2 separate regions of the Anser cygnoides genome follow, and region 1 is linked to region 2. Evidence: chromatin contacts called from public Hi-C data. All regions are on one chromosome and are shown on one strand. The core of a region is the stretch at or near the end of the contact, and the rest is flanking DNA. Distances in the headings are between cores, read along the strand shown.

What was found. A called contact is a pair of places that touch in the nucleus more often than the background predicts.
Region 1: a Hi-C map of liver shows a contact between it and region 2, with 2.1 times the contacts expected there. The contact joins two enhancer-like sites. A contact is called at or near these places in 2 of 7 Hi-C or Micro-C datasets (both in liver).

The regions. Positions count from the first base shown.
Region 1 is chr14:1,468,461-1,473,769 of Taihu_goose_T2T_genome, reverse strand. It overlaps LOC106032884 (a long non-coding RNA gene), which reads left to right. Exons shown (of 6, transcript XR_010834932.1): 1 at 1-5,309. Among named protein-coding and RNA genes, the nearest start is that of SPRY4, 7.1 kb to the left of the region's middle. Within about 2 kb of position 3,664, at least 1 of the 3 cell types and tissues checked has open chromatin away from gene starts, as enhancers often do. A contact at or near this core is called in liver, where this site is marked.
Region 2 is chr14:1,288,398-1,293,444 of Taihu_goose_T2T_genome, reverse strand. ARHGAP26 (Rho GTPase activating protein 26) reads left to right here. Exons shown (of 25, transcript XM_067005447.1): 21 at 1,002-1,155. Among named protein-coding and RNA genes, the nearest start is that of ARHGAP26, 100 kb to the left of the region's middle. Within about 2 kb of position 3,589, at least 2 of the 3 cell types and tissues checked have open chromatin away from gene starts, as enhancers often do. A contact at or near this core is called in liver, where this site is marked.

The DNA.
Region 1 (5,309 bases), core at 2,415-4,914, 180 kb before region 2:
AGGGTGGGCGTGGGTGTCCTGGCCAAAGGCTGGTGGTTTAAGGAAATGCAGGGTTCCTAATCTGCCATCAGAAAAAAGCAAATATGCAGGCAATTTAGCAAAGTGAAAGTGCAATTCCCCAGGGAATGCATAAATTAAGCTCCTGAGACGTTGTGAATGTTTAGCCATGTTAAATCTTTGGTCACTTGGCATTTTACTATCTTTAAGCTGGATCAGGAGCACATGTGTAGGCTTTATCTGCTGAGGTTTTCGTGTGCCTACAAATCCCTTCTGGCTGACGTTCGCAGCCTTATGGTAAGACAGCACACAAGCAGCACCCCTGCATGGAGCAGCAGCTGATTCTGTATCTAAACTGACACTGCATGTGCAATTTCCTAATTTGCTTGCAGAATTGCAGTGGTTTTAAACTGTTACAGAGGAGGTTTTTAAATCTGGCCTTGCCTTGTGAAATCAGAGGATGCCCTTATGGGTAGTTTGGTAACACAAGGAGGAGAACTTTTCCCTTCTTGTTATTTACTTAACCATTTCTGCGTACATTATAAGAATGGAAGCTGTAGATTAAATTTTCCTATTAAAATAAGAAAAGGGAATTGCAGTTTCTTTATCACCTAACTCTTAGAAATGGCTCATAAAACCTGAATGGCCGGATCTTTGCCTTTTAATCCACCGAGATGGTATTTCCCAAGCATGGAAACGCACCTCTGCAAATCAATCCTGGGCAGCATCGCGTGTTTCTGATGCGTTTGCCTGTGATGATTTTAACCATAAGCAGAGTAGGAAAAGTCAGGCCTACTGATGTATCGCATCAAATATTGTCACGTATGCCAGGTAATTTGTGTGAATGTTGCTGTAAGAATACTCCTCCTCTGGTGCATTGCTAACAACAGTTACGGGGCCTGGTCTGTGATACCTAGAAGTAAATAAGAGGGGGTAGGTGGGGAATGACAAAAACATTGGCAAAATGGTGATTGCTACACTGACAGCTCGTGCTGTCGCTTACCACAGCCTGCACTAGGGCTGTGTGGAGATGCCAAACTGAAAACAAGTGCCACGAAACAGATGCCAAACAAAGTAAGGTGCCTGCTTAGATGCAGGGATAGGAGGATGGGGTGCAGCTCTTGCAGGCTGTTTGTGAGCCTTTTTGCCTGGCAGAGCTGGGAGAATCGGAAGTGATTGAGCCTGTTGCTTGCCCAAAAGGTACTGCTTCTCATGAGTCCCCTTGTGTAGCCCAAAGAGGGATGGGTGGATGTTGAAGCAGGCCCTGTATTTCTGGTGGGCGAAGGGGAGTACCGGACCCCTTCCCACAGGGAGCACGAGAGCGTTCCCGAGCTTTATCTCGCTGTTATCTCGCTGCCTTGAAGCGCCGCAGCGTGCAGCGGGGGCCTCTGTCCGGAAGCCCGGCTCCCTGGCACGAGGGCAGCGGCATCCCCTCTTCTTCAAATTACTTCATAAACATTGCAATCCACCCTGGAAGTGACTAGGCATCATTATCTCAGTTATAAATGGGGCTATCGCAGTTGTCCGCTTCTGCGGCGCAGATGAAAGGTCTGGGTTTCCTCCTGCCTTATCAGGCACCTGTTGCTTGCATCCAGACATTACTCACATCCTTTAAGTCACATCTTGTTTTGCATAATTAACGCTGGCTGTGCTTCATTTCCTTCCTTCCCGTGCAGTTTTGCTCTGTGGCCTTACCTGGCTGTGGAAACATTCAGTTTTATTTCTAACCCAAGGAATGGGAAGCAGCTTTGGCTTCTGGGGCACGGGCCCATGAAAGATGAGGACGTCTCAGTCTGGTCTAAAGGATGCGTTTCAGTCTTGAACTGGTGTTGTGGCAACAATCTGCTGTGTGAAGTTCTGTACCCGTTCATTCAGAATGGTTTAACAGAAAATAATGAAGCAAACCTAACCAACATTCTGTGCAGCAAACACCTGACGCAGTAGGGAAGCTGTGCCTTCCTTCCCAGAGGGAACACGGTGCCTCAGGAACGTGATGGGTGCACCCCAGGGTATCAGTGAGCTCCCGAGGTGCTTTGGGATGACACCAGTGGGAAAGGAAAGATTTTCCAAAGCGTGTCCTTGTTGGTTGTTTTCAGGTGACTTCCAGCACTGACACCTGCCTCGTAGCAGCAGCCCGTAAGTGCGGTGTTTGAGATGGGAACCATTACGCCAGCACTTTTGCTTTCTGCAGTAATTCACCATTGACTTTTGTTTTGTAATTCACTTCAGCTTTTAATATCTATTGACCTGGTTCTACATGAATAATTTAGTGTTTATGAACAATTGTAGTAACTGAACCCACGCCATTAACTAAACCATGAGCTCAGGGAAGTAGGATAAAAGTTCATAAAATGTAAAATGAACACTAAGGGGCCCACCACAGACCTGAGCAGAATTGTTATTTTACCTGTAATCCCGAAGACCATTTAGCTGCTTGGTGTTTAAGTGACAGAATCATGTCGGCACATCTAGGTCTCTGGGTCCATGCAGTTAACTGGCGTTGGTACAATAAGATTCCCAGTTACAGCACTGGGATTATTGGTTTGTAAGCCTGAAGTATGCAAGTTTTCTGCAGGATCAGGTGGTATAGTTCTTTATTTTTTGCAATTATATCTGACTTGCCTGGCATCTTTCATTCCAGCTGAGCACACTGTCTTTTGCACTTGCTTTTCAAAATGTTGCCAGTTTGAAGATGTTTGCTGATTCGTTTCCTTTCTTTAGAGGATACCAGGCTGGTTAATGTTTGCTGCGTGCTGGCTGTCTCCTAGTATCAAAATCTGACCTCAGTATATCAGCAATTTGCAATTCACTAAGATGAAAAAATCCATTGAGGTAAGTGCAAACTCTGAAGTTGGTACCTCACCAGAATAATGGTTTTAGATTCATGGCTATGTGTAACTGTAGTTTGCACAGCTAGAAGTCCTTGGGGGTAGAGAGCAGATACGAGCTGGTTGTAATGAATAAACAGGATTCTCTGCTGAAGCTGCTGTGATCTTTCCTGCTGTCCAACTGGCAGAATAACAAAGCGTGTTATCAGACAGAGACTCTGTAAATCTTAGATATGGATTTTCCCATCATAGGCTCCAGACCTGAAACTGGATCCACTCAGCACCGGCGGAAGGGACTGGGGGTTATTTAACAACCTGCAGGACTCAGCCACTTGAGAGTGGATTGGTGAGAGCCCCATGGGAAATCTTTCCAAGTGTTTCGGGTTGAGTAGATCATCTCAAGGACCATAAATTGTGAATCTTTCTATTTTTTTCCCAGAATATTTATTTACAGTTCAGGTCAATAATCTCCAGAAATACAATTCTGCTTACAAACGAAATTCCTGGGCTGCATTCCCAGGCATTCCCATGTGACTTGAGCATTTTTAGCAACAAAATGAACAAATGCAAACATATTTTCAGGGCAGTGGAAGTGTTGCTATTCCCATTCTCTCTGTGTGCCTGGGAGCCTCGACCCCAGGTCTTATGAAACTCAGCAGCAACGAGGTCCCTTCTGCAGAGATGCATCCCGCATCGAGACGGAGCCTGCAGCCTCGTGGCTGGTCTGTGCAGGGCAGTCGTGGGGACATCGGCCACCCAGGTTGTGAGAGCTGATGCATATATATATTTAAATGCAAAGGAAGAATTGAAGCCATCAGCCGGTTACCTGCTAGCACATCTTTCTCAGAAACCTATCAGTTTACTCGTGACTAAGAAAATGAATTTTCATGTGGAGGAAATTGTGTTCTCTGACAAACAAAGCAACATTGTGGAAAATTACTGGTGTTAAAAGTCATAGTGACCATAAGGCAGTGCTTTACAAGCCTTTTGGTGTTCATCTTGCTATAGCAGGCCAGTTTGATTGTGAAAAATCCAAGTATTGGTATGGTTCTCACTTCAACACTGGCCTGTAAAGAGAGCTAGAAATTAGAGAAAACAGCCTGATAAAATACTGCCTCCTTCCCTGAAATTCTTGTCAATGCTCAGTTATGTTCTGAACAGAAAGCTAGAACGCCTTCCTGAAAAGCTGTGTGAATTTTCACTGCAAGGCTCCCTTTGGAACTGCTGTAATTTTCACAAACTTAAGTTTATGAAAAATAAGCTTAATTTTCGTAATTTTCATAAGCTTAAGTTTGTGAAACTTAACTTTATGAAAGTTGTAGCAAAAAGGGAGGTGTTTAATTCCAACTTAGCTACTGCAGTAGTTAGCAGCATTTCCGTTAACTGGTTTGTGTTGCTGCTGAGGTTAAGGTTTAAAATGCGAGAGCTTTACTGGGGATGGTGTCGGCGCTCTGCAGCTAACTAGGTGGCAGGCTGATGGAAAACAATATTTTTGTGTACTGTAGAACCATTCTGTATTGCAGGTCTCTGCTGCTTCCACAGGACTGCTGATGATTAACTGTATATCTCAACCATCACTGCTCCTGCCCTGTAACACTAATGTGGTTTGGTGTGGCCTCCGTTTCCATCTCCATGCAATATTTTTTACTTTTTTTTGATTTCGATGTGCATATATAATACATATTATCATAGAAAAAGGACAAAAATGTGACCTTTCGTTAATGACTTATAACTTCTGAAATACATTTCAGGCTGAAATATTCCTCCAGGTCAAAGTTCCTCCAGGAAAACAACCTCGCTCAAGCAACTGGTGAGGGTTTGTTCCGCGTTGCCGTTCCGCAGGCTGACCGGTGTGCGTTCTCCTCCTGTCCTTCGGCTGCCCGAGGAGCGCCGTGGCAGGCGGGCGGCCTGTTACAGGCTGCAGCAAACGGCTCCCGCAGCGAGCGGCCGCTCAACGCGCAGTGCCTCCTTCCAGCTGCGTCTCTCGGTCCGACCACCTGTACTGCCCGTGGCACCACCCGGCTTTGGCACAGGTAGCGTTGTGCCGTGAAATCCAGCAGCACCCCGCTGTCTTTAGGAGTTTTTTTTTCCAGCTGGGCTGCTGGGGGGAGCCGAGCCCTTGCGGACGCTGATTTAACTCGTTTACAAACACGACCTCAAAGTGAAGCAACCGAGGCTTTTTGTCCTCCTGGGGCTGCTGCTTGCTCTGCCCTGTGCAGTGCAGGGAGCCCCAGCCCAGGGCCAGCCTGTCCCCGCGGCACTGCTCCGCTCCCCTTGCTGCCCGTCATTGCCTGGGGTACGGCGGTGGAATAAAACTAAGCCAGCCCTTCCCTCTTTGAAGCATTGCTGGGCGTTACGGAGTCACATACTTGTAAGTAATTACCATATTCTAACACTTAAATATTTTCCTGTCTACTTTCCTCCTATCCCTGCTTTGAAAATACCCAGGTTATATCCGTTAAAAAGTCATAGACTGGAAAACAT
Region 2 (5,047 bases), core at 2,340-4,839:
ATGCCTTCAGTGATGATAATTGCTCCTCCCAATTACAACTACAATTGCTGCTTATATGGAAAAGGCACCTTACGAAAATGAATTAATGTGATTTGGGGTAATTCAGCGCAGAGCTGAGGAGGGGGCCCATGCTGCCGGAGGCTGGTTTGGGATACGTAACGTTTCCACACCTCGGTGCTGAAGTCACACAGATAAGGGGGGAAGTCTCGTAGCAGAGCGTGATGAAGGGAAAGGAGAAACTCCAAGAAACCTCCAGGCTGGCGGCAGGGAGGTGCCCACGTCTCGGCGGGCACGGTGCAGCCGGTGTCCGTGCGGTGCTGTGCCACGGCCGGGGCTGAGCCACGGGGCCGGAGCTGGGAGCGCTCAGAGCAGCTGCACCGAGGCAGAGTGGAGACCCTTTCCCCTTCCTCCTCAGCCCTGTTTGTAACAGTGCTGCCTTGTGATGCTGGGCATGGCCAGAAAAGGCTGATAGTAGTTATTGTCACGTCCTAGGCTGAAGCGTTGCTTTGCTGAGATAAACTTTAACTGGGTGATCTGTCCTTCCCTCCTTCTAAAATGTTATCCTGCTCTGTCACACAAACGTTCAGCCCTGTGGTCGCCGATTTCAGTCACAGAGACATTCCTTCCTGTATGTAGTTTGCATTCTAATTTTTTTCAGGTGATGTAGCACTTCGGAAGTCTTTGGGAATATAAAATATTAATGCCTTAAGAAAAACAAACAAACAAAAACATATTTTCTTTAAAATATTATTCATTTAAAATGTACTTGCATCAATAAAAAAATAACTGGTGTAATAATTGTATATCGATGTACAACGTACAGAAAATTTGACTGTAAGCTAACTGCCTGCCATTGGGGATCTGGCAGGATACTGCCCTATTTACAGTAGGGCAGGGATTATTAGTAGGAATGCCATATGCCTTCGCAGCTGTATGTGCTTTTTTAAGCAATAGCAGCTATGTGTGGTGTCTGATGATTCTTGGGTTTTGGTGTTTTTCAGAGGAGAATAGGAACAGTATCATCAACTCCAGCCTGGAATCCGTCGTATCCTCAAATGCAAACAGCTTCCTCAACTCCAACAGCTCTCCCCAGCCCAACCTGAACTCAAGTGATCTTGAACTAGAAGTAATTAAACCCAACAGGCCAAATTCACTGTAAGTACGGTAGTAATTAGTGTTTTATAGGCTCTCTGTCCTTAATCTTTAATCAGGGCTGTTTCTTACTCTGAATCCCAGCAGTATGTGGAAGAATACAATTTAGCATTTTAATTTTTAATGGGCGCCTAGCATGTGTCCTGCATTTTTAACTCTGCCTAAGTGGTGGGATTAGTGGCTGCGGGTTAGATCTGCTGGTGAGCTCAGCCCTGGTTATTTTGAGCACGTGGGATATTTTTCAAGCAGAGCTCCGCGTTGCTGTTTGAACTGCTTGACCCATCTGGAGATAACTCCAGCAAACACAAAGGACTTTTCTTCTGAGTTAAATCCTATGACTGTTGTCAGTACAGTTGATCTCCAGCCAAATCTGTGCCATTGCTTCTGCTATTGCTTCCTTCATCTGGAAAGTTCAAGGGAAAAAATAGCGACCTTAGCAATGACTCCCTGGGGACAGCCGAGTTATTTATGAAGTCCCCTGGACTTGACACAGCCGAGCCCTCGCACCAGTGGCCGCTCTGCTGCGGGGAATTTCCTTCCTGCCGCGGCCCTGCTGGGCCCCGGCGCATTTTCCCACAGAACCTCCCTCCCCTCCCGCACACGTGAAGATCTGCCCAGATCCCCGGCAGCCGTCGCGGGCCCTGGGGATCGGCCGGCGGGATCGGCCCTGCTGCGCCGCCGGCGGCAGTGGTGCGCAGCGACCTTGGCGGTGAGGGGAGGCCTTCCTCCCTCCATGCCCCCCCACGGGCTGCGTGCATGGCCCCCTCCCACCTAGCTGGGCAAGCCCCCAGCCCCTTGAGGGCAGGCGGTGAGCGCTTGGCCTGAGCAGCTTTCTCCCGGCTACCCGTGGAGACGGTGCAGTGCCGGTGCTGGTGCCGGGTGGGCCAGTGACCCTGGCCGTGGTCCCTCTGGTTGATGGGAGGGGACGGGGTTGGGGTCTGGGGTGCAGCTCCCGCGCCCCGCAGGGGGGCCTCAGCCCCACAGCGCTGGGACGGGCAAAGGTAGGTGCACATTGGCAGTGTCTGGGCGGAGAAGGGCTCTGGCTTTCGCCCACCAGCTCCATCTCTTTCCCATCGCCACTGCTGCCACTAAAACCCTGCGAGCAAGCCAGCCGACCTCGTGTAAGCCGAACCCAGCTGGCAGGACGCTGGGCGGGAGGAACGGCGCCCGCGGGGCAGGAGCCGCGGTAAGGCCGCGAGTTGTGTGCCGTGAGCTGGGGCGGGATGCGCGGGTCTCGTGCCCGTGCTGCTGGTGGAAGCCCTGGGGGTCAGTCACATGCCGTTGCCCCCAACAGGATGTTTTTAGTTTATTTGTCCTCCGAGGGAAGAAAATTATGTGACTCGTATTGCAGCAACGTTTGTGAGCCCGAGTCTCGTTGCGACTTTAAGGAATTGTTTGCCAGATTTGCAGTTTTTCAAATTCCAAGAGTTGCTCTTCCTAATAACTTATTTTTTAAAGAAAGTCGTAAAGAAGCTCAGCAGAACGAACCAGTTCAGGCTGTGGGGAGCGGAGGCGTCTTGCTGTCACCCAGAGCTACGTGAGCGGACTGGAGCAGAACCATTTGCTTGCGGCCCATAAGGGGCCTTTACACTTGTGCAAAGTGAAGCGGTGCCTAGCAGGGTAGCCCTGGCAGCACTTCTGCCTCTGGCAAAGTTTGTGGCATTTGGTATTTTTCCTTACATCCAGTGATTGCACACACAGGAATGTGCAAGCTTTTAGTCAAGGTCGAGCTAAAGGTTAAAAAGTGAGTCTAAAGTGAATACCTCAAAGCAAATGTTTTCTTCTCTATAACCCCAATTATGTAAATCTAATGTCTTTAATCCAATCCAATCTTTCAATAAGAAATGAAGTGTTTGACTTCATTTTATTCTCTTTTAATGCTATGTATAGATGTCTCTTCAGCCTCTGTGCCTGCTTACCCATCAGCCCGAGTCTGCTCCGCACGAGCCCATGCTGTTCTCATACTTATCTGTGCTCCTGGGTTTTAATGTTTGCTGAAACGCATTAGTTTGTCTTTAAATATTTGCTTTTAACCTAATTTGTAGTCCCATGAAAATTTGATTGCTGTATTTCCTCTGCAGTGCTGTGGTGGTTAAACATACCCAGATCGTTTCCACGTGTTTATTTGTAGCCGGCTCGAGCCTGCTGATGGTGCTCAGCCCCCACGCGGCGTTTGGGGGGGACCGGGGAGAGCAGCGTGTGCAGGGAGGCTGCCGGGCTTGCTCGGCGCTGGGGAAGGAGCACGCGTTTTTAGACAAGTAAGGGCTTGGCGCGAGTGGTTTTGGTTCCACACCAGGGCTGCGGGTCGGGTGATGGTTGGGGTTGCTCTGCTTGGGGCGGTCACCGGAGTCACCCCCAGCCGCGGTCGGAGCGGTGGCAGCGGTGATCCCCGTGCCCAGCCCACGGAGGTGCGGGGCTCCTCTGCTTCACGCCTCTGCCCCGTGCGGGTGCTGACGGGCAGTGGCGAGGAGGAGTGCCGCCGGGGCAGGAGCGCGGCGAGCAGCGCGTTGCCCTGCGGCTGTGCACGGGCTGCGCTCTCGGGGTCGGGGCGCGCTGCCTGAATGGTGCCAGTGTCCCGGCGGCGTTGTCCTTGCTGCCCTGCGGCGCTGCACAAATAATGCCTGTATAAAGCCGTCCCTGTTTCTTTAACCAGCTGGGTAATTTCAGCTTTGCAAAGCCTTGGGCAGCTCTGGGCACTGAAGCCGGTTGCTATTATCTGTTACTGCCGTGCGAGGGTTTCCAGTGCTCCCCTGTAATTACCGGACCCACAATGAGGGTGCCCGGCATCAGGGAGCGTGTCAGGGTGCCTTGCTCTCCGTGCTCCTTCAAAAACCCTGCCAAACCCTCTGCCGGTCCCGTGAGACCCATCATCGAGCCCAGCTTCAGTTTTTTTCCTGCATTCTTCACCATTTTCTGTAAGTTTTTGGCCACGGGCCAGGGCTGTCCCATCTCGGGACCTGCTCAGGAGGAGCTGCCCGGCCCACGACTGGAGCAGCTCGCGGTGCTGGCAGAATTCAAGAATTCAAGCCCTGCAGCTGAGGAGCTGTAAAATTCCAGGTGTGAGCAGGCCGGGAAGCCCCGCTTTCCTTCTTTAAAGAAAAAAGGATTTCTTTCTGAACAAGGAACTCATTGAGAGTACTAGTAAAAAAGGAATCCTGGATTTGGTGCTTCCTTCCCTAAAGTGACAACAGCAAAGGTTAGTAAATTAAAAACTAACCCAGACCAGAACTGAATTTCTTCTTTTTTTTTTTTTTTTTCTTTTTTTTTGGTGTCTGAAATTACCAGTGAAATGAATGCTTCCGTGCAGGCCATCGTGGACCAGGGCCTTTTGCTCTGTTCTGCTGCTGGGAGGTGGACGGGTTTGGTGCCCTTAGTCACTGACGTCCCTGCCCCTCGTGTCGTCGTGGTGGGCACCCAGCCCCTCACAGCATCAGGGCACGCTGCTCAATGTCTGCACAAGCTCTCGGGGTGCTGCCAGGAGAGGAGCCGTGTCGGCTGGAAGTTCGAGCTTCTTACTGTGGAGGCTGATGTTCGCGTCAAAATAAGTCTGTGAAGCTCCTGCTGATCTCAGCGCAAGGCTTGCTGGAGCAAAGACATTAAGGCTGCAAGTTTGGGGGACGTCTTGTTTCAGTTTTGCTGCAGTGAGCACTGATACATCCGATATACCCTGTGACCTTACAGCGTGTGATGTTAAAAATTTTGAACGCCGTCTGTGGAAGCGGAGAAGTTTGCCTGAGCTTTGTCTACAAAGCTTCTCGGCTCGCCGGCAGATGCTGGTGCGTAGCTCAGCTCTGCTCCACGCGGGGCCGAGCCCAGCTCCTGCTTCTCACGTCCTCCCAGGGATCCCTCCCGGCTCCTGCTGCTCTCCCGGATCTCTGCACGTGAGCGGGGCCGG